5 separate regions of the Mus musculus genome follow, and regions 1, 3, 4 and 5 are each linked to region 2. A link is a contact called in public Hi-C and promoter capture Hi-C data. All regions are on one chromosome and are shown on one strand. Each heading gives the region's core, a stretch centred on a gene start, on an enhancer-like site or on the middle of the called end of the contact. The rest is flanking DNA. Distances are from core to core; before and after follow the strand shown. Region 1 overlaps Akap13 (A kinase (PRKA) anchor protein 13). Region 2 overlaps Sv2b (synaptic vesicle glycoprotein 2 b). Region 3 overlaps Akap13 (A kinase (PRKA) anchor protein 13). Region 4 overlaps Akap13 (A kinase (PRKA) anchor protein 13). Region 5 holds the start of Klhl25 (kelch-like 25).

The links. Promoter capture Hi-C pulls out the DNA fragments that hold promoters and counts their contacts. A called contact is a pair of places that touch in the nucleus more often than the background predicts.
Region 1: a contact with region 2 is called in a promoter capture Hi-C map of pre-B cells, with 5 times the contacts expected there. The contact joins two enhancer-like sites. A contact is called at or near these places in 10 of 39 promoter capture datasets (the 3T3-L1 cell line, the C10 cell line, the HPC-7 cell line and 5 more), 1 of 15 datasets of contacts at CTCF or cohesin (large pre-B cells), 1 of 484 Hi-C or Micro-C datasets (olfactory sensory neurons), 3 of 115 datasets of contacts at active chromatin or transcription factors (acute myeloid leukemia, astrocytes and large pre-B cells) and 1 of 9 other capture datasets (embryonic stem cells).
Region 3: a Hi-C map of uterus shows a contact between it and region 2, with 3 times the contacts expected there. The contact joins two enhancer-like sites. A contact is called at or near these places in 1 of 15 datasets of contacts at CTCF or cohesin (large pre-B cells), 4 of 484 Hi-C or Micro-C datasets (bone marrow-derived macrophages, nephron progenitors, pre-pro-B cells and 1 more), 3 of 115 datasets of contacts at active chromatin or transcription factors (acute myeloid leukemia, large pre-B cells and pro-B cells) and 3 of 9 other capture datasets (adipose tissue, embryonic stem cells and liver).
Region 4: a Hi-C map of uterus shows a contact between it and region 2, with 6 times the contacts expected there. The contact joins two enhancer-like sites. A contact is called at or near these places in 2 of 15 datasets of contacts at CTCF or cohesin (large pre-B cells and pro-B cells), 46 of 484 Hi-C or Micro-C datasets (B cells, CD4 T cells, the CH12 cell line and 23 more), 5 of 115 datasets of contacts at active chromatin or transcription factors (acute myeloid leukemia, astrocytes, embryonic stem cells and 2 more) and 1 of 9 other capture datasets (embryonic stem cells).
Region 5: a contact with region 2 is called in a promoter capture Hi-C map of pre-B cells, with 3 times the contacts expected there. The contact joins the promoter of Klhl25 here to the enhancer-like site in region 2. A contact is called at or near these places in 9 of 39 promoter capture datasets (the C10 cell line, cranial neural crest, embryonic stem cells and 6 more), 1 of 484 Hi-C or Micro-C datasets (large pre-B cells) and 13 of 115 datasets of contacts at active chromatin or transcription factors (the 230-238 cell line, T-cell acute lymphoblastic leukemia, astrocytes and 9 more).

The regions. Positions count from the first base shown.
Region 1 is chr7:75,667,967-75,672,150 of GRCm38.p6, forward strand. The region is part of intron 10 of Akap13 (A kinase (PRKA) anchor protein 13); the gene reads left to right. Among named protein-coding and RNA genes, the nearest start is that of AU020206, 110 kb to the right of the region's middle. Within about 2 kb of position 1,720, at least 106 of the 459 cell types and tissues checked have an H3K27ac peak or open chromatin away from gene starts, as enhancers often do. A contact at or near this core is called in pre-B cells, where this site is marked.
Region 2 is chr7:75,132,779-75,137,077 of GRCm38.p6, forward strand. Sv2b (synaptic vesicle glycoprotein 2 b) reads right to left here. Exons shown (of 13, transcript NM_153579.4): 9 at 3,520-3,684. Among named protein-coding and RNA genes, the nearest start is that of 4930533N22Rik, 100 kb to the left of the region's middle. Within about 2 kb of position 2,738, at least 13 of the 459 cell types and tissues checked have an H3K27ac peak or open chromatin away from gene starts, as enhancers often do. A contact at or near this core is called in pre-B cells and uterus, where this site is marked.
Region 3 is chr7:75,685,176-75,689,069 of GRCm38.p6, forward strand. It overlaps Akap13 (A kinase (PRKA) anchor protein 13), which reads left to right. Exons shown (of 37, transcript NM_029332.1): 13 at 1-134; 14 at 2,038-2,146. Among named protein-coding and RNA genes, the nearest start is that of AU020206, 95 kb to the right of the region's middle. Within about 2 kb of position 1,591, at least 115 of the 459 cell types and tissues checked have an H3K27ac peak or open chromatin away from gene starts, as enhancers often do. A contact at or near this core is called in uterus, where this site is marked.
Region 4 is chr7:75,729,802-75,734,276 of GRCm38.p6, forward strand. Akap13 (A kinase (PRKA) anchor protein 13) reads left to right here. Exons shown (of 37, transcript NM_029332.1): 26 at 562-810. Among named protein-coding and RNA genes, the nearest start is that of AU020206, 50 kb to the right of the region's middle. Within about 2 kb of position 2,285, at least 10 of the 459 cell types and tissues checked have an H3K27ac peak or open chromatin away from gene starts, as enhancers often do. A contact at or near this core is called in uterus, where this site is marked.
Region 5 is chr7:75,845,360-75,849,708 of GRCm38.p6, forward strand. It overlaps Klhl25 (kelch-like 25), which reads left to right and starts at 2,979. Exons shown (of 3, transcript NM_001122780.1): 1 at 2,979-3,114. It overlaps Gm51489 (a long non-coding RNA gene), which reads left to right. Exons shown (of 3, transcript XR_003946804.1): 3 at 2,241-2,353.

The DNA.
Region 1 (4,184 bases), core at 470-2,969, 530 kb after region 2:
TAAATTACACTTTTAGGAGGGATATGGGCCTCACTGCTCATGGAGAAGTCAGGTTAAAGATTCTAGCCCTAAAGTTAGCTCATAATGCCTGGAGCTGCATAATAAATAGTTTTAAAATTATCAAGCAATTATGTGTGCTTGTCTAACTAATAGTAAAAAGATTTTTTAGATTTATTTTTATGTTTAAGTATGTGTCTGGGGGTGCGCATGGAGGCAGAAGCAGGCGTTGAGTCCCTTAGAGCTGGCATTACATATTGTATAAGCTACCAACATTCATTCTGAGAAATGGACTTAGGTTCTTAGGAAGAGCAACAGACATTCTTAACTAACTGCTGAGCCGTCTCTCCAGCTTAACTTCTGTTTTTTAAGTTGAATAATTTTCCTTCAGGAAATACTTGCTTGCCTATCTCTTAGATATATAGCATGTGAACAGTTTGTTACTGGTATTACACCCTCTCTGTGCAGAAGAAAATTTATAAAAAGGACCTTTGCTAGATACTGCACATTTTTTCCCAGGGAGAATAGACAACAACTGTTTTTAAAGCTGAAGCCTGTAACTCAGACAAACTTCCACCTACATTGTAAACTCTTCAGTGCTTTAGAGAAAAGCCAGGCAGGGTGAATGAACTTTCACCTCCTCATGAGTGCGTGGGAATGTCCAGATGGCCTGGGACCAGGTCAGGGTGGGGGTGGGGATGACCAAGAGTCCTTGGAATAACTGAGTTTCCTAGTGTTGATAAAATTAAAGCCTACTTAATAATATTGACAAGTCACTCATTCACCTGAATATTTCTATATATGTTTATCTCATTTCATAAGTCCAGCAACCAGATTTTTTTTTTTTTTTTGTCCCTCATACCATACAAGTAACAGAGGTTTTGATTGGTGTGCTGGCTACTTTTATGTCAACTTGATCCAGACTAGAGTCATTTGAATAGAGAAGATTAGCATGGCCCCTGCAGAAGGATTTGTGAAGTGTTCCATATTTTTCCAGGGTGGGAGTGGGGGAGCGCCCTCTTAGAGGAAAGGGGGGGGGAGGGATGGGATAGAAGGGTTCCAGAGTGGCTAAGACAATTCTTCATTTTCTTGATTGGTGATTGATGGGGTAGGGCCCAGCTCACTGTAGGTGGGGCCACTCCTGGGCTGGCAATCCTTGGTGTAAGAAGGCAGTCTGAGCAAGCCGTGTTGAGCAGAGCCTGTAGGCCTCTTCCATGGCCTCTGTATCTGCTCCTGTCTCTGGGTCCCTGCCCTGTTTTGAGTTCCCACCTTGACTTCTCTCAGTGTTGGACTGTCATACAGATATAGAGTAAAATAAAGTCTTTTCTCCCCAAGTTCCTTTCGGTCATGATATTCTATCAAAGCAATAGAAACCCTAAGACAACTGGTAAACAATTTTGTGTAAAATAACTGAGTGACTGAGAAAAACTAAGATTTGCATCGAGGCCTGACTCTTAACATCTCTTCCCTATCTTGTTGCTTTACTTTCAGTTTCTTCAGCATGGCTCTAAAAACCAGCTGGTAGACAGACCCTCGATTCTGCTTTCCTAAAGTCATTCTTACAGTGTGTGCTGTGCAGCGTCAGTTACTTGGTGTCTTCCCAGGGCCTTAAGTTCTTCTCTTTCAGTCTTCTGGGGTTTGGAGGGAATCTTTAGGCGAGCCATTGCCACATGCTTTCCTGTGAACTGTGAGTGGTGCGTTAGCTCACTTCCTGTAGCCATGGATTTATCTTTAGCCCTTCCGAGGTCTCAGTAACAACACGAGCCTCCTGGGAAATGTGACTCTTTGGTGAGTGTTGAGGGCTTTATGTTTATTCTTACAAATATTTGCCTGTTCCTAGGGTCATTTTTAGATCAGCAGCATAAATTTATACTTTGTTTTTAAACTGAGATGAAATCCTGCAATTCTTTTTGGAACTATCTGAGAAAGAAAGTATGTAATCATAAAATAATAACTGATTCAGGACTTAAGATTCTTAGGTAGAATACATAAAAACATAACATGACTTGGGGCATGTCGTGAGTGTTTAAAATATTAGTTGTTTTTCAAGGCAGTAGTATGTCTTATGTATAATATAAATAATAAATACTAGCTGAATAAATGAAAGGCTATTTATTGGCAGTATTAAACATGATTCCTTTAGCTATAGTAACTGTATAAAATTTGTGGTAGTTTTGTCTTTGTTGTGTTTAGCAATATAGTGTTTATCTTTCTATAGATACAGATATAGATAGTATAACTTTCTAAGAGAACTAAACAGGTATTTCCCCCTAAATACTGTTATAAAAGTACAGGAAAAAAAAAAGGACTGTTGAATTTTGCACAGAGCACCCATCCATTTATCTTCCAGCCGCCATCATTTTTATTATGTTTACTTACTACATAAGTGTGTTCTCTTTACCCCATCTTCCTAAACTTGATGATAGATTTCAAAACAAATTACAGATATTTCCGTACACAGGTGTAAATTCTTAGAATCAGTATTCTTCTAAGGTTGATGAATTTGAGGGAGACACACTATATATAAATATATGTATAACTTGTGTATATAAACCCTAAAAATTCATTTGTTTCTGGTTTTTCAAGACAGAGCCATTTTGTGTAGCCTATACTAGAATCTGCTCTGTAGACAAGTCTGTCTTAGAACTCACAGAGATTCACCTGCTTCCTCCGCCTCTAGTTGCTAGAAGTGCTGGAATTAAAGGCATGCACTGCCACTGTCTGGCTTTGGTTGATGGTTGGTTGGTTGGTTGGTTAGTCAGTCGGCTTTTTAAGGCAGGGTTTTTCTGGGTAGACCAGACTGTTCTGGAACTTGTTCTGTAGACAAGGCTGACCTCAAAATCTGCCTTCTTCTACCTTCCGAGTGCTCAAATTAACCACGCGCACCACCACCACCTAGCTTGGTCGTTTTTGATAAACACACCCACTACCTTTGTAACCTGGAGCTGCATGAACACATAGGCTATATAAGTATAACCATGGAAAGTCTCTTTACAAGGCATCCCTTCTCAATGACCAACCCATCAGAAGGAACAAAAAATATTCCCCATCAAAGATTTTTCTCTGATTGAGATTCTCATATAAATGGCATATATAATGTCACATAGATGGCATATAAATCTGAAGAATAGTGTTTCTCCTTTACAGCCCTGGGAGTGAGGTTTGGAATTTGTAGTCATCCAAGAGACAAGCTGTCTCACAGACTGGCCGTGTGTCTCTCTCTCTCTCTCTCTCTCTCTCTCTCTCTCTCTCTCTCTCTCTCTCTCTCTCGTATTCTCACTAGTGATGTATGAGAATCTCAGTTATTCTACATCCTTAGTAACAAACAGTTGTTTCCACTGTTACTGTTTCTGGTATCCATGCAGTATTATCTCATTATGGTTTTGATTTGTATTTCCTGACAACTAGTGATATTAAACAGATTTTCACTTGTCCATTGGCAACTCGTGTGTCTTCCTGTATAGAGCATCTGTTCATATCTTTGCCCATTAAAATAATTGGGTTATTTGTTGCTACCGAGGAGTGGATGATATATATCCTGGATACTGTTCCTTTATTAGATCCATGATTTGCAAACACCTTCTCTTATACCATTTGCCTATTCATTTATGTAAAAATGTCTTGGTTAGCTAAGATTTCTAATTTGATGAAGTATAATTTAATAGATTCTTACTCAGCTTACTGCTTTGTGTGTCCTTCCCAGTTGCTTCTCTGCTCCCTGTCTTCATGTTTTGCTTTAAAGATTTGTAATTTGGGGCTTTTATTTTCAAGATTAAGACATCTCTCAGTATTATATTTCTTTTTTTCTTTTGGCATTCAATATTTTTATTAAACCAATACATTTTTAATTTTATTTTAATTAGGTATTTTCTTCATTTACATTTCCAATTCTACCCCAAAAGTCCCCCATACCCTCCCCTCCCCCCCACTCCCCTACCCACCCACTCCCACTTCTTGGCCCTGGCATTCCCCTGTACTGAGGCATATAAAGTTTGCACGACCAATGGGCCTCTCTTTCCACTGATGGCCGACTAGGCTATCTTCTGCTACATATACAGCTAGAGACACGAGCTCCGAGGGGGGGGGGGGTACTGGTATCATATTGTTGTTCCACCTATAGGATTGCAGATCCCTTCAGCTCCTTGGGTACTTTCTCTAGCTCCTCCATTAGGGACCCTGTGATCCAT
Region 2 (4,299 bases), core at 1,488-3,987:
GCCCAGGTTACACCCAGTGAGTCACCATGCAAAAACAAAATCAAAATGAAAAGCCACGAAACTAGAATAGAGACCTGGTAAGGAGGGGGATGATAGTGGGAGTGGAGTCAGAGGGGTAAGGGATGGAGGGAGGTGAATGTGCCTGGAATCTATTTTGTGCATTTATGAAATTGTCACAGAATACATGAATTTTGAAAAGAGTGTGATCCTAAACAAACAAAAAGAAGTTGTATAATAAGCATGTGCAAAGCAAGGAATGGAAGTGCACAGTTGTAATCCCAGCCAGAGGTGGAAGCAGGAAGATCAAGAATCCAAGAGCATCCTCAGCTACAAGGCAAGTTTGAGACCAGCCTGGCCTACACAAGGCCCTGTCTCAGAAAAACAATCGTAATAACAATTAATGTACATTATATATTTTAGCTGAAACGTGACACATACAGAAGACTGTCGTGCAATGCTTACAGATACAGAATTACACTGGAAAATACACAGAGGCATGCACAAATATATAGCACCAACTCCTGACAATGGTGGTCTGAAGAACGTAGCTTAGAGCGGTCTTTCTCAACCTTCCTAATGCTGTGACCCCTTAATACAGCTCCTCATGTGCAGACTCCCATCACACAATTATATCCTTGGTACTTCATAACTGTAACCTTGCTGAACCACAATGTAAATATCTGACGTGTAGGAGAGCCAATATGCAACCCCCAAAGGGGCTGTGAGCACAGGTTGAGAACCGCTGTTCTATGATACAGTGCATGCTTCATATGTAAGAGGTGCTGGCATCAACTCCAAGTAACTTCTCTTCACAAGAAGGAAACACGGTTCACAAAATGAGTACTTAAAACCTAAGCTAATGACCTAGACGTTATGGTTTATAAGGCTGAGTACCCCAAATAGTGTTGTCTGTATTATTCCCTAGTCTCTCAAAGTACAGAATATTCCACCATAAAAAGAAGGCAATAGTTCTTCAAAGGTGATAGGATTACAGAACCAATAATGAAGAAGAGTCTTAGGAGCTCAATTAGGCACAAAATAAGCCTCCGATAGTCAACAGGTTTCTTATGTATTTGCAATCATAAACCTTTTATTGGGAGAAAGAGATCCTGTTTTCAGTGCCCAGCAAAAATTACAAAGTGCCCAGAAAGACTGTCAAGAAGAATGTATACGTGACCCACACAAAGCAAGAAGTGGTACTGAGAAATTCTACCACATAGTTTAATATGTGTTCCATATGTGAACGGTAACCTTCAAGTGCAGGTTGTGAGACGGACAGCCCAGTATATTGCGGCAATTGCCTATGTTCACCACCTACTGTTGGCATTTGCAAGGGACTTTACTATATTGAAATTAGCCACCATTAGTGTTAAAACCCACATCTTATTTATGTGCTACTAAAAAGGGACCCTGGTGGCATCGTGACCTTTCACGCAGTGCATGGGATCCACCTTTGCTCACTGCCTGACTCTGCCTCCCCCTCTGCTTCCTGCCATGCTCCCAACCTCATTTAATGGTGAATCACGAGCCTCGTTTGCACTCTGAGCTACTCGCAGCTGACCTTTAATGGAAGCCCTGTTGACTTCATATGACTTTTTAATAAAAAGCCTTTCTATTCCTCAATGGCAAGTCACCTCTGTGAATGGAGGTGCAGTCCCACTGCAAACCCAACCCCAAGGGTTCAGAGTACAGCTTCAACTTCCCTTCTGCCAAAAAGAAAAATGGAAATCAGGTCATGGCTTCCTGAACTCTCACAGACAGGAATCAGGCACCTCTCCCTGGTATCCTTCCCCACACTAACCCACTCACAAGCGGGTGCTGTCTCCTTGAAGCAGTCCCATCAATTAGTTAGCTACTTAGTTAATACATACGCAGACGGGAGCCCAATCTTTCTCTTAATTACTAGTAAGGGTAACCTAACCTGGCATTTTGGCTAAGAATTATAAAATATGAATTTAATCCTTTGCCTTTCTTGCAATTTGAAAATCTCACAAACTCTGAGGCAAACACTATGTTGGAATGCAGAGAGCACTTATGTCCCATAAAATGTACCAGTGGCTGATCTCTTGGCGTGGGGCCAAAAGTGGCCTGTGCACTTTGATTTCTTCTTGAGGTCAAGGTTTCTCGGAAGGATAAGGATTGGCTTTCAGTGGGACCTACAGTACACGGAGGGAGTCTGAGGCCCTTCATTTTCGCCATGTGTTTACTCAGTAAAATAAAGCATTTTCGTCTACATTTTAAAGCAACATGTGCATGATGTCATGGGGCGGGGGGGGGGCGGGGAGGCAGGGGGACGGGGCGGGGGGGTGGAGGGGAATACAGGACAAAAAGGATGCCTAGGAGGATCAACAGCTTGGGGCTTGGAAAGAAGAGGTATTGTTATGTTCTGACCACCAGGTGGCAGCATAACACAAAAGACAAAAGCATGGTAAATTTTCAAATTTGTCCATGAAGACAGATACGTTTTGAATTCAATCAGCTTCAGAGGGGACCCCGTGACAGTGCCAATTTTGTGATAATGTGGTGGATAGGGAGTTAATGGCACTGGGAGCGATGTGTCTAAGCCATAGCACCTCCAGAAATTCCGCATAATTCTATGGTCACTCACCCACCACTTACCTCAGTGACCTTACTAGGTACAATTTCAGAGGGCAACTTCAAGGGGCCCATGCTATCCTGGAGAAAAATATGACCTGGAGCCTATCATATGTCCTGCCTTTGTCTGCTACTTCACCTCCAGGGGGCAGCCTCATAGAGGAGATGCAGCAGTCTAAACTCTCCACGTCATTTGTCCCGTACAGAGGGAGATGAGTCAAATGAACTGAGCAACCTCACAAAGACATAAGCAGAACCTTTCTAAAACTCCAGTGACTTCTCCCCTAAGAACAAGACTCCCACTGACCACAGAACATACTGGTCTACCTTCTGAGGTAGTATCATATGAAGAATAACAAAAATGAGTTTCATAATAGCACAGAGAAGCTTCCAGAATCAAAGGGAAAGCTCAACGACCAGGCCACAGATTTTTTTTTTGTTTTTGTTTTTGTTTTCAGGGACCTCAGCATTAAAAGTTGTGCATCCATTATTTCCCAGTGCAATGGCAAAGCCCGTGGTCACTCACACAATGACAGTCACATCCTAGGAGCTTGCTAAGCACAGTTCAAGCTCAAAAGAGGACACGCTCAGCCCAGTGGCACCAGATGGAATGTGGCTTTCTGTAGTACCCTTTCATCAAAGGATCAAGTTCTCAGAAAAGACAGACACATTGGTCACCTTCTACCAAATGTCATGTTATCTTATAGTCAGGGCACAAGGGGGGAACCTCAGGGGTGGGTACAGTACAGAGTCAGCCCTCAGGGGACTATAGTATCTCTAGCAGTAAGGATGGGTTGTGAGGGCCACTCTATCCTTGGAGTCCATCCTTAGTACACCGAGCTCTCAGCATCCCAATGCTCTCTTCCAAGGGAACCCCATTGACTGCCACTCAGGCCCAGGGGAAGCCCGTGGTTGCACACTTACTTATCGTTCACAAGCTTCCCATGTTGGTGGATCTGGTTTTCCATGGTAAAGTTGATCGTGGCGCCATGCACGTGCTCACCAAAAAACACCTTCATTTTAGACTTATATTCTTCATCCTGGAAATAGCGGATCATGTCGGGGAACCACACCGTCAGGCCGTAGTAACTGCAAGAGAGAAGGAGGAGAATCTAAAAGGCCCCCCCGGACTGGCTCATTCTTTCAGCAGTGGAATCTGCATCCATGACTTACTGTAGACCACAATTAATGTAGTAATCTGGTTCATTATTAGCAAATGGAAAACAAAATTCGTCACATTAGCACACCTAAAAGACGGAAGAAAATGATATTCTGATATGCACTTGATTAAAAGCTCACAACAACAAAGCCTACCAGTAGATTAGGGACTGGTGGGCCCTTTTCTAACCTATAGAAAACAGATCTTAACTCAAAAGCCAGAACTGTAGTAAAAGGAGACACGGTAAAGATATTCTCACTGGGTGAGGACCGCATGCTCCGCACTGCTGACTCGGCAGCACTTAGACAACCCGAGTAGATGAAAGACAGAAAAGAGGAAGGGGGCTGAGCAAAGAGGTCAGTGGATAAAGTGCTCACTGTGCAAGGTTGAGGGTGATTTTCAGATCCCCAGCTCCAGCATAAATCATAGGTAGACAAGATGGCCTGGAGAGGTAAGCACAGGGAATCCCCAGGACAAGCTGGCTAGCCAGACTAGACAAAATCAACAAGATCCAGGTTCAGTGACACCCTGCCTCAGTAAATAAT
Region 3 (3,894 bases), core at 341-2,840, 550 kb after region 2:
AAATGAGCTCTGCAAACTCCAGCGAGCTCAGAAACCCTTTCGGTGGTGAGGAACAGAGAAACTCTTTGATGTCACTTTCAGAAGAACATCTGGAGCCAGACCAGAGACAGCATCATAGGATGTTTGATCAGCAGGTAAGGCTAAAATAAGTATGGAATGCTGATGGGTGTGGTAGTGGAATATTACCCCCAAATATGACCTCATTTTTGTGCTTTTTATTAGTACTAGTAAATACTAGTACTTACCTATTAAATAGTATCTTCAGTTCTAGCAATAACACGCTTTTAGAACTAAACATGAATATTTAAAAATACATCAGTTGGTCTGGAGAGATGGCTCAGTGGTTAAGAACACTTACTGCTCTTGCAGAGGACTGACATTTGGTGCCTAGCACCCACATAAAGTGGCTTACAGTCATCCATGACTCCAGTTCCAAGGACCTAGTATCTTCTTCTGACCTCCAGGGGCACCAGACATGAATGTAGCATGGATACATGCATTCAGATAAAACACTCTATACAAAAATAATAATAAATATAAAATATTATTTTTTAAAAAGAATACATTAATCTATACAGATTTAAATATTCCATCACAGCAAATGTTTTAGGATTAGGAATGTATTCAGTTCATTGTAAATTGAGTTTTAAAGTATATTGCATGTCATTATTAAATTTAGCAATTTGAAAATCCATGCCCCATGGTTATTCCCTAGAGAAAATATGGTCTTTGTGTCAATCATACTGCTCAAGAAAGTCTGTTGATCCCTCCCTTACCTGTGAGAGCTTCATGCCCCTGAGAAGTTTGGCAGATGACCTTTCTTTTAGTAAATGGTACTAATTATCATTGCTATCTTTCTGACTTAATCTTTCTAGATGAAGTCAACACATCTAGATAAATATCCGCATTTTTGTACCATGGTGTGCTGTGCTGTGCTGTGCTGTGCTGTGCTGTGCTGTGCTGTGCTGTGCTGTGCTGTGCTGTGCTGTGCTATGCTATGCTATGCTATGCAATGCATAGTCCTCATAGAGCTTCCATCTTACCTTTAGTTCCTCTTGTGCACAGCCTCAGAGTGGGTGTTGTGCTGCATGTATCTTTCTGATCTAGACAAGTTGCCTGCAGTCAACTTCCTCTTAAAAGTCTGCTGTTCTCGGAGGTCATTTTTCAGACCTCACAGTTGTATTTGAAACATAGCAACTGTTTGCCTCAGATTCCATGGTTACACATGGAACAAGCTCTAAATAATCAGAAATCTCTGGCCCAAATGAGTGAGTGCATGCTAGGAGGAGACGTTCAGTATCTCAATTTGTGTGAATCAGAAAAAGGCAGATTTCATCTTGTGAGAGTATTCGAATGAGCTGTCTCAAAATGAAAGACACATGAGACCCTTATCACCAGAAGTAAAAAATGGTTGCTTCCGGGATGTTAAAAGGAGCCTCTGCTTTTGCTTGGGCTACATGGCTTTTAAAATGCTATGGATTTAAATTGCCAGTAACTACTGAGGAAGTTAAGTTACTAAATTGCAGTCACCCTGTGTTCATGTACAGTCAATCTAAGAGGAAGTGAAAGAGATTTCGCCTCTTCCCAGATGCAACGCTGCTTTGCTACTGCTCTTGAACTGCTTTCTGCTCACATCTCAGTTTCCAAGTCCTTATAATCAGAATAACAACATGTCCTATTGTCAATCTCTGAAGACAGTTTGATTTTTCAAAGCAGCAGTGCTCTATGTAATTTGGTACCTCTGATGAAGTTACTTACCAGGTTGTGTGACCAGCAAATACCTAGTGAGTTCTTACTCAATTTGAAACCTTATTAAATGCTCTGAGGGATGGAAACCCACTGTAAATGGTGAATACTCACCAGTTCCAGGAGGAACAAGGAGGCTTAGAAAGCTAAGCAGCTAAGTACCAGTTAAGTGGCAGAGGCAGACTGGATTCCACTTCTTCCTTCACTAAGTTGGGTCAATGCAAATTCTGCACGTCTATATATATGAATATGTACTTAGAACTCATCCTCCATTTTTTTTTAATTTTGTAGACATGTTACAGGTCTAAACAACAGGGATTTAACTACTGTACATCAGCCATTTCTTCTCCATTGACAAAATCCATCTCATTAATGACAATCAGTCATCCTGGATTGGACAGTGAGTATATTACTTTTTTAAAAAAATTAAGTATACCTTAACTACTTTTCTTATCAATTTTCTTATTTTGGGATCTTATTAACTTCTAAAATGTGTCTGCTTCTTCTTTGGACTGTCTTTATACTTAACCATAACTGCTAAGATATCAGTTTTTAACCCTTCCTCTTGGTATATAAAAGCCTCTTTGATGCGTACATTATATTCATTATATTGTGGAGTTTAAATATGACACTATTTTTAAAAGGATTTTTTAAATAATTTCAGACTTGAAAATGGGTAAAATGACTCTCACTGAAGAAATACCTAGCAAGAAAAGTACATGGAAAAAATATCAAGAACTTGTGCATTCTTCCCTCAAATTACCAAATGTTACAATATTTCATATTTTTCCAGAATACTCCCTTTCTTTATCACTCTCCTTCAGAGCGTAGGTTTCTGTACCCCTAAGTAATTTAATATGTCTCTTAAAAACAAAGATACCTTTCTTATTACCTGAATCAGGGGATTAATCCTGATCAAATTAATCTAATATAGACACAGTTCAGTTTTTCTCACCTTTTCCTGGGTCCAGGATCCTGTCTAAGAACAGATGTTAAAATGAGTATTTATGTCACAGTAGGCTCCTTAAATCTAGAAATATTTTTCAAGTGATCTTGCTTCTGCTGAACTTCACAGAAGACAAATTAATTCTAGCAGTCAGAAATTTCAAGCTCAAGAGACAGAGCTGAAGAACATTTTTACTTAAGTACAGGAGGATTAAATCTGAAAATGACTACTAAAACTTCATGCAAATGCAGGTCAGTTGGCTGTCGAGGGTATATTGACACGTGGGATTTATAAACACAAGGCCTGTGTGCATAAAAAATGCTTTCAAGCATTTTAATTGTATAAATATTTGTTACCAACTTATTCCCTTAAGGAACCTTTTTTTATTATTAAGATTTTTGTGTAATGTGTATGGGTGTTTTACCTGCGTTTACATCTGCACCACATGCATGCCATGCTCACAGAGTCCAGAAGAGGGCATTGGCACCTCTGGAACTGAAGTCACAGATACAGCTGTAAGTTAACATGTAGGTACTGGAAATCAAACCCAGGTTATGTGGAAGAACAGCCATTGCTCTTAACCACTGAGCCATCTGTCTAGCTCTAGGAACCTGTTTTAAAAATTGATCTTCAGTGAGTAGTTAGAGTGTGCGATCCTGGTGCAAAGATTAAATCTGAAAGGGAGTAATGCACATGGTCTTCACTACAGGGCCAGGTGTTCTGGGAACTAAGCACAAGCTCCCGGTGTCTATGGTGTTTTTGCAGCATCCTCTGAAAATTTAATTCAAAAGATCTGGAGACGAATGTAGCTGCCCTTCATTAGTGAATTCTGTCTTTCATCTTGGCTAACTGGATGTTTAATCTTAACAGATTTTCACAATAGAGTTACGGCATTAAGGATGACTCTCTAGCTGTGTAATCATGAGCACCTGCATTTGGATCCCAGTGTCTACATAGCAAGCTAGGCTTGCTCTCAGGCTTTTCTGTGACCCCCAGCATTGTAAGGGGGGTGGAGAGAGGCAAGAGGACTACTCACTGCCTTCCAGCCTGGCTAAGGAACATGAACTCCAGGTTCAAGGAGACCCTGACTCTCTTCTGGTTTCCTGTGTGTATACACCTGAACATAAATATATACACATGCATGCTTTAAGGGCAGTTGGACCTGCTGTTCAGTTCCTGTTGAGCATGTATGGGGTGCCCCC
Region 4 (4,475 bases), core at 1,035-3,534, 600 kb after region 2:
TAGAGCTTCCTGGATATGTACAAGGCCCTGACTCTCTTCCTGGAATACCCGCTTTTATTGTGAAATCACTACAACCTTGGTAATAGATGATACCAAGCAGGGACCGTGTATTGGTTCTGTTAAAACGCTACATGCCCTGAGCACTAGTTCTGATAGAGTTGGCTTGGTCAGCAGTCCCACCATTTCTTCCCATATTACTCTGTTCCGTTTAATCCATACGTTGTAGTTCCTCTCAGTTAATGCTTCTCCTAGGCAGTTACTTCAGCTACATTAAAGGTTACCAGGCAGTAACATTAAATACTAGGTAGAGATGTAACTGGGGGTAGTTATTCACCTCTGCTGCCCCCTCTCCCTAAAACATTGGTTTCTTTTATTTTGGAGTATAATTGCATATCATCCATAGCATTGAAAATGTCTCTGGAAAGGCAGGCGTGTGACTTGGCTTGTTGACTCCAGTGTGAAAGGGTAATCAACAACAAAGGGGATGTAATGCTGCAGACGCCTCCCCTTCTGCTCTGTGCACAAGGAGCCATTAAAGTAGAATTGCTCTTCTCTCCCAAGACAATGAAGTGGAGCAGGAAGACCTCACTCAGTCCTTGAGCCTGGTGAAGGATGTGATTGGAGCCGTGGACAGCAAAGTGGCAAGTTACGAGAAGAAAGTGCGTCTCGGTGAGATTTACACAAAGACAGATAGCAAGTCGATCATGAGAATGAAGAGTGGGCAGATGTTCGCCAAGGAGGACCTAAGACGGAAGAAGCTGGTGCGCGACGGGAGTGTGTTTCTGAAGAGCACAACAGGAAGGCTGAAAGGTATGACTGCATCCATGTCTGAGCCTGGGGAGAACAGGAAACATCCAGACACCACTCAGGGTGACAACAGGAAGTAGACTGTTGGGGAAGACATACTCCCCCAGAGAGGTGCCGAGTGGCCATTGTGGGATCAGGTCAGTGGCAGAGTTGTCTGAGTCAGGGACTATGAGTCTGTGAGGTTGACAGTTCATCTTTTCCAAAGACCTTCTGAGACCTTAGAAAAAGGCAAGTCTCACTTACTTTAACTAGGTTCGTTATTACTTTATGATATTCTGTCTTTCATTTTTCTCTAAAGCAAAATAGATCGTTAAAGGTTTCTCATTTGTTTTTATGAGTTCTAGCTATTCATCGATCACCTATGATAATTGAAGGAAGTTAGGGTTTTGTTTTGTTTTTTAACTCATCAGTATATCTTACCTTTATGAAAGTGAGTTTTATCAACCCTTTCCTGGATAGGCATCCTCCCTATGTAAGCTCTAACTTCCCAACAGCTGCAGGTATTCCTGCCACAGTCCAGGGCTCAATGAGCTGAAGATCCACACAGTCCCTAGTTGCTCTCTTGTCCCAATAGCACTCGGATATCAGGAGGAGTATTCCCTTCCCAGCCGCAGGGGCACGATGGTGCTGATAGGTGTCTGCTGCCAAGCACACAGGTATTCTTAGCATAGCTTTAACATGCTTAGGAGACAGTACAGAAGTCCCTGCCTGGCAACTGGCTTCCGACATTCGAGAAAGAGAGAGGCACTTGTTCTCCAGTGTGGTGGGTGCTAGAATGAGAGGAAGGAAGCCTGGCAGAGAGGTAAGGCTTGAAGATTGAAGAGAAGGATAATACTGGAGGATGGAAAGCATGGCGTCAGGAGGGCTGGAGAACCTAGAGAGACTTCAGAGAGTGATAGGAGATAAGAAACATAAGAAACTGCTGGGATCCAGCTGCCAAGGTGCCCTGCACATGCTCAGGAGTTGGCATTTGGTGCTCTTGCTGGCTGTAGGGCATGAAGTAGGCTCACAATGGAAGGGTTTCACATGGAGAATGGGTGAATTCAGTGTTATGTGTTTGGTTTTTTTTTTTGTTTGCTTGCTTGTTTGTTTGTTTTTTTCAGCATAACTATGGGTAGTATAGAGTACACTAGAAGTAACAATGGCATTGGAACTCTGGGGGTTTCAGAAAGCACTCACCAATGCCTGCACAACAGTGGGGAAAAACATGGATAGTTTTTAAAGTGTCCCTCTCCACTAGTGAGTAGTGTTTCAGATACCCTGAGATGAGCCTGAATGAAGGCATGCCTTTCTTCCAGCCCTACTGTTCTGTGGTGGTCTGAGGGCACTGACCCAAACCCCTTTCCACACCACCACTTTGAGGCAGTCTTTCAAGCAGGCTGCCAGTTCAGAAAGGCCTGTCCTTATCCCTAGGACCTAAACTTGCTGGACCTGCCAGTCTAACTCCAATACTTTATACTTCTCCTTTATGAGGCGTTTACTCTCAAAATAAAAACAAATAGGTTCCAGCTGTTGGAAGAAAGCTGTGGTTGGACCAATAGCAGAACAATAAGTTTCTGCCTAGAAATGCCTGCACTAGGAGAACAGTTTGCTGCTTAGTTGTTTTCACATCCTAAGAAATGTGTGCCAAGGACAGCCAGTATTGTATCCAACACCCTGTCGAAGGGGTGGAATTCTTCTTCTCTGATCCATAACACTGATCATAAAAACCTCAAAACCCAACAAGTTGAAAACTATGCTTTTAGAACTTAGTTTAGGCAAATATCTGAATTATTTTAAAGTAAACCTTAAAAAAAAAGAAAAACTTGTCAAAACTAATGCTAGTGCACGGAAAATTACTGTTGTCTGGTCTGAAATTTTACACATCTTAGCTCCTGTTTGCTGTGTGGCGTTGCAAGGAGTTGTAGTGGCAGAGGTTGAAGAAGGGATGATGGGCTGCATAAATCACCCCACTGTTTCCCAGGGAGCCATCAGCTACACTTTCCAGAGGGAAATAATGGAAAGGGTCAGCCTGGTAGTTCTCACCAGCTGGCTAGATGTGCGTTTTCCCTAAGGGGATAAAGGAAAATGTCCCTCTGTATGCCTAGAGGACTACTCACATCGGAAGGGTTTTTTGGTTGGTTGGTTGGTTGGTTGGTTGGTTGGTTGGTTGGTTGGTTGGTTGGTTTTTTAAGTTCCAAGATCCAATTAGAGATGTTGAGTTGTTTTGTTCCATTCCAGGGATAGAGATAGTGGCAGAACCTAGATCTACTTCAGGGTTAGACACCGCTGAACTGCGCACCAGCCTGTTGGTGGCTTTGTGGCTTTGTGGCTTTGTTTGTTTTTCAAGGCACTGTCTGTCCTGGAACTCACTCAGGCTGGCCTCAAACTTAAAGAGACCCAAATGACTCTGCCTCCTGAGTTCTGGGATTGAAAGCGTGCACCACCACCCTGATTGTGTGTGTCGTGTTTAACATTCTGCAATGTATACTCAACCTAATTCAGACAAAACAAGCATTGTTTTGCCCTGAATATCCCTTAAATTAATTTTCTTGGCATATGAAACAATAGGTTTCATTATGATACTTAACTACACATCCATGGCTGTTTATTCTGCCACCGCCTTCTGTTGGTCCTCTGTCCCCAGATAGTCCTCCTTCAGCTTTCCTAGCATATATTACAGATAGCTAAATTTAGATCTTCATATGAGAGAAGACATAACATTCTTACCTCCCCCACTACACTATTTTCTCCCACACATGGTTTTGTCTTAATGGAATGGAGGCGAGCTGGCTGCCAGCTGTAGAAACTGAACTCACTTCCATCTACAAAGCTACAGCAGCCTGCCATACATATGTCTGTGCAGGTGTTCTGATTTTCTTTCTGTTGGTGTGACTGAAAACATTCTTTATGAAGAGCAACTTAGTGAGGAAGAAAGAGTTTATTTAGCTTCCACTTCCAGGTAACAATCAGTAGAGGAACTTAAGGAAGAACTGTGAGAAAGGCTGGATGTTGGTTCATTCTCTGTCCTGCTCAGGGGTGCCGGCTTAGCTAACTTTGTTACATGGCCTAAGATCATCCAGAAAATTGCACTATCTACAGGGCCTCCCACGGAAATTAATGATCAAAACATTCCCCACAGACATAGCCACGGTCATCCTTGACCTAGGCAAATCCTCAGTGGAGGCTTTCCTCTCAGACAACTCTAGGCTGTCAGGTCAACAATTAAAGCTGTCTGGGATGGGATGGGATGGGATGGGATGGGATGGGATGGGATGGGATGGGATGGGGTGGGGTGGGGTGGGGTGGGATGGGATGGGATGGGGTGGGGTGGGATGGGATGGGATGGGATGGGGTGGGGTGGGATGGGATGGGGTGGGGTGGGGTGGGGTGGGGTGGATGGGGTGTGGTAGGGTGGGGTGGGGTGGATGGGATGAGATGGAATAGAATGGGTTGGATGGGGGGATGGGATGGGGGGATAGGATGGGATATTGGGGGCAAGGGGTGTCTTCATCTTTTGCTTTGAAATGTCTCTGGCCTGTTTGTGAGGGGTAGCATAGAATCTCAAGTATCCCAGGCTACTTACAAACTCAGCGCAGGGTTACCTTGAATCCCCCAAGTGCTAGGATTACAGGTATGTACCATCACATTCTATTTTATGCAGTGCTGGGGATTGAACCCAGTGTGAG
Region 5 (4,349 bases), core at 1,729-4,228, 710 kb after region 2:
TCAAGCTTAAATAGCAGGCCAGCCCCAATTAAATGATTTCCTTTACAAGAGTTGCCATGGTCATGGTGTCTCTTCACGGCAATAAAACTCTAAGACACCAAGTATGTGTAGCACGGAGGCTTCTGAGTTAACTGTGGTGGGCCTGCACCCCAGAACTCCATGTGTGTTGGGCTGGCTTGGCAGGTAGGGGCTTTGATAGTTGTTGCGTCCGCTCTCGACCAGCAAGAGCGACACGACCACCAGTCCTTCTAACAACAGTTTATTCAGCAAACTTCAGTCTTCCTCTCTCTTGTTTCAACTTTATCTCTCTTTACTTTATCTCTCTCTCTAACCCGGGCCTCTCACTCTTATATACTCTCAGCCCTCATCCGATACTCATGGCAGGCCATGTCACCTCACCAGGCACACAGCTTCAGCTAATCAGGGCAGCAGGGGCATGTCTCCACCAAAATGGATTCACCAGTATCCTGGTGCACCTGCGCAGCTCTCACGGTGATTGTGGCTTATTTTCAGGTGTATGAGGAAGTCAGGTGCAAGTCATAAGACTTAGCTGCAGTCCCTGGCGCCTTCTTGGGACTGCTGCCACACCCGCTCCTCACAGATAGGGGGATGCTCCAGGGTCTGTGCTAATGCTGAGGCAGATGGCAAAACAGGCTCATTTCTTTCTTTCCTGGCTTCCTCTCTAAATTCAATAACTCAATACATGTTCTTGGCTCTGATTTCTTTTTATTGGCTATATTTGCTTTTAATGTATGCCACTACCTAATTTAGGCCCCAGAGTTGAAGACTGAAACAGTGATAATGTGAGCCAGATTTCTGATGCTTGGCATGTGTAAGTTCACAGACAGTCTTAAAAAAAAATACTCAATGCTTATGAACTTGCTAAGAATCAATTTTGCATGGGAGGCTTCATCCAAGCAATAATTATATAAATGCTTTTGCTTTAGGAAATTGGCAGGGCACCTATAACTATAAATGCTGACTGTCATTCATTTAATGAAACAATTATTTGATGCTGCCCTGTCCCTTTGGAAAGTTTCTTGCCAGCACATTAGACCACCGATCAGCTCTGGCCAAGGCTCCTCTTAAATATGGGAACCCTTCCATCTTAAATGTCTCCAGATCTAGGCGGTATGGAGACACCCTCTTGAGCATTTACTGGCTCCCAAGCCCTCCATCTTTACAATAATCCTGTAGGAAAGGTTTAATGATACTCCTTCTGCCTGCAAGAACCATCCATCAGAGCATCACATAGTGGGGTGTGGTGCGGTGAGAAGAAAGAAGCCGATGGAACTTCAAGACCAGATTACAAGGTCTCAGAATTATAGCACACAGGCAGGCAGGCAGGCAGGCAGGCAGGCAGGCAGGCAGGCAGGCAGTCTCTCTCTCTCTCTCTCTCTCTCTCTCTGACATAGAAATCTAGAAAATATCCTCCCTCCCTTTTTTTTTTTTTTTTCCTTTAAGACAGGGTTTCTCTGTGTAGCCCTGGCTGTCCTGGAATCAACTTTATAGATCAGCTGGTGTGGAAATCAGATTGGCATTCCTCTGCCTTGTGTGCTGGGGTTAAAGGAGTAAGCCCCCACCGCCCAGGTCTAGTAACTCTTTTAATTAATTAATTAAATGTATGTGAGTACACTGTAGCTGTACAGATGGTTGTGAACCTTCATGTGGTTGTTGGGAATTGAATTTTTAGAGTCTCTGCTCGCTCCGGCCCAAAGATTTATTATTATACATAAGTACACTGTAGCTGACTTCAGACGCACCAGAAGAGGGCGTTCTCATTACAGGTGGTTGTGAGCGCCACTCCCCAGCTCATCTAGTAACTCTTAAATGAACTAATGGATGCGTTGGGCAAGTGTGATGTCTACTCTTGATCCTCAACTTGATTATATCTGGAGTAGCTAAAACCCAAGCAGCTGGGCTCACCTGTGAGGGATTTTTTCCTGGTTGGATCATTTGAGATAGGAAGACCCTTTTTTTTTTTTTTTTGAGCCAATTTCATTCTTTTTTTTTTTTCCATTTTTTATTAGGTATTTAGCTCATTTACATTTCCAATGCTATACCAAAAGTCCCCCATATCCACCCACCCCCGAAGACCCACCCTAAATCTGGGCACCTTCTAGCGGCAGCCTGGAAAAAGGACCTGGAAGAAGCAAGCTTTTGCTCTTTGTCTGCCCTTAAGTTTCACAGGTAGGGTCATTCTTTCATTGTATTATAGCCAACTTCTTCTGAATTCCAAGGTATACTGAAGACCAGCTGAAGCATCCAGCCTCGTGGACTGACAGTTGGACTCTCAGACGTTATATCCGGAGACAGCCATTGTTGGGCTACCCCGGCCACAGCCTGAAAGTTACTCTAATAAATTCCATATGTGTGTTGTATGTATGTATGTATGTATGTATGTATGTATAGATATAGATTTACTCTATCAGTTTTGTACCGCTGAGAGTTCTAATAGTGAAGGATATTTGAAGGGTTAAAAAAAAGTTTAGGAAGAAATTTCCACCGGCTTGACAGAACAGCTGAAGCTTAAAGTCCTCTCCCTTGAAATCTGGGAATTCCCAGTATAGACAGGGATTCGTGTCTGTAGAAATTCCCTCGCATCGAAACTAGCCGGGAGGGAAAAAGGATTTCCTTAACATAGGAGCGATTAGATTGCTGGTCTTTAAAAAGATCAACAACGGCTGTGATTCGGTAACAGAAAGAAGAATGCGTGTGATCGACAAAGACCTTCCTTAAGAGAAGCTCTAGAACAGGTCGTGTTGCTTTCTCCCAACTCTGGCCACCAGAACAGAAAGGCAATGGCCTGTCCCTTTAAGAATCTGGTGGCAGTCGCTTTCCTCTCCCCGCCCCGCCTTCCGCGGCACCGATGGCCTGGACGACCGTCCCTTTCTTCTCACGCGACTGTATTACGGGTCAGTCGACCCATCCGTCACAGAGGCGCGGTTTATGATTGGTTGCTGCGCTTCGGGCCGCGAGGCGGGGCGGGAAGGCCGGAGAAACTAGTTTGTTGGCAGCGCCCGTGCGGTTCGGCTACGGGATCGCGGCCGGGACTGGTGAGCCGGCCGGGGGCGGCGGCAGCGGCGGGGACTGCAGAGCCTGTGGGGCCGCACGGTGAGGATCAGGTCGGAACTTGTCACCGGGACAGCGAGCGATCCTGCTCGAGGATCGCCGGGCAGGGCGTAGGACCGCAGGCCCAGTTCACTGGGTCGGGGAAGTGGGTGCTGACCTGGGAGCGCCCCTCGATCGAGCTTGGGGACCCCGTACTGTTATGTTCAGAGCTCCCGCCAAGGGAATGAATTGTTTTCCAAACGGATGTTACGCGCAGGAGCGGCTACCCTCTCCCGGGAGTGTTTGATTCATTGAGTCCGCTGATTCTCTTTTTTAAAAAAATTACTATTGATCCTAGAAAGAGGAAACTGCTTGTCTTCGAGGATGCGAACCGTGCAGCTTTGTGCACACACCTAGCCAAGGTCCCCGCGACTTGCTTGTACCTAGCCAGGGCCGAGGGGTTAAACCAGGGAAGAGTAGACAGCAGGGCCTGGCCGTGTGGCCCGCAGCATAGGGTCCTTCCTGTCTGGAAAGTTGTCTATCAAGGGAGAGTGGTGACACTCCCGGAGCCATACGCCCCTACCTACCCAGGTGGTGGCCGATCTGGCAGGGCCGTAGCAAGTAGTCCACCCCCCCCTCCCCCCGCCATCCCATTCCCCTCCTCCCATGCGTTGCCCTGGCGCGAGAATTCCGCTGTGGTCTGCAAATCCCCACTGGACTAGTCTCCTTCATAGCTGTATTAGAAGCTTTTTCCTACTCGGGAATTGTGCCTACTGGGGCACCAGACACTTGGGTGCAAGTGCCTCAAGGACCTCAAAGTGGATTCTCACAGTCTTACTTTTTTTTCTTTTTTTCCTCTCCCGGTTTTAGTCTTGTTATAAACGTCAGGCCAGCCTTGAGCATGAAATCTCTGGTCCCAGTCTCCTGAGAGCTGGGTTTATAAGCAAGTGCCACCTTACCAATCTGGGAGACTTTCTAGAGACTCGAGCACAGGAAGTTGGGGGGAGGGGCGGACTCTCGGGGGCTTTGTAGTTCATCTGTACTTTGGGGAGACCAGAGGCCAAGTTGCTTTGGCCAAGGTTCATTGGGCACTAGTTCTCCCTCCATGCTCAGGGCAGGACAAGGTATGCCAGATGTCTGGGCTCTTCACCCCTGGAGTAAGACGGGGAGGGAGGGGCACTTGGCACCTGACCCTCTAGTTTGCTGAGCCTCTTTCATAAGCGGCACAGTTATGCTGGGAGGACTTTTTATGGGTGTTGCTGAAAGCTTGTGTCAGGGGACAGAGGAGGGAGGACCCA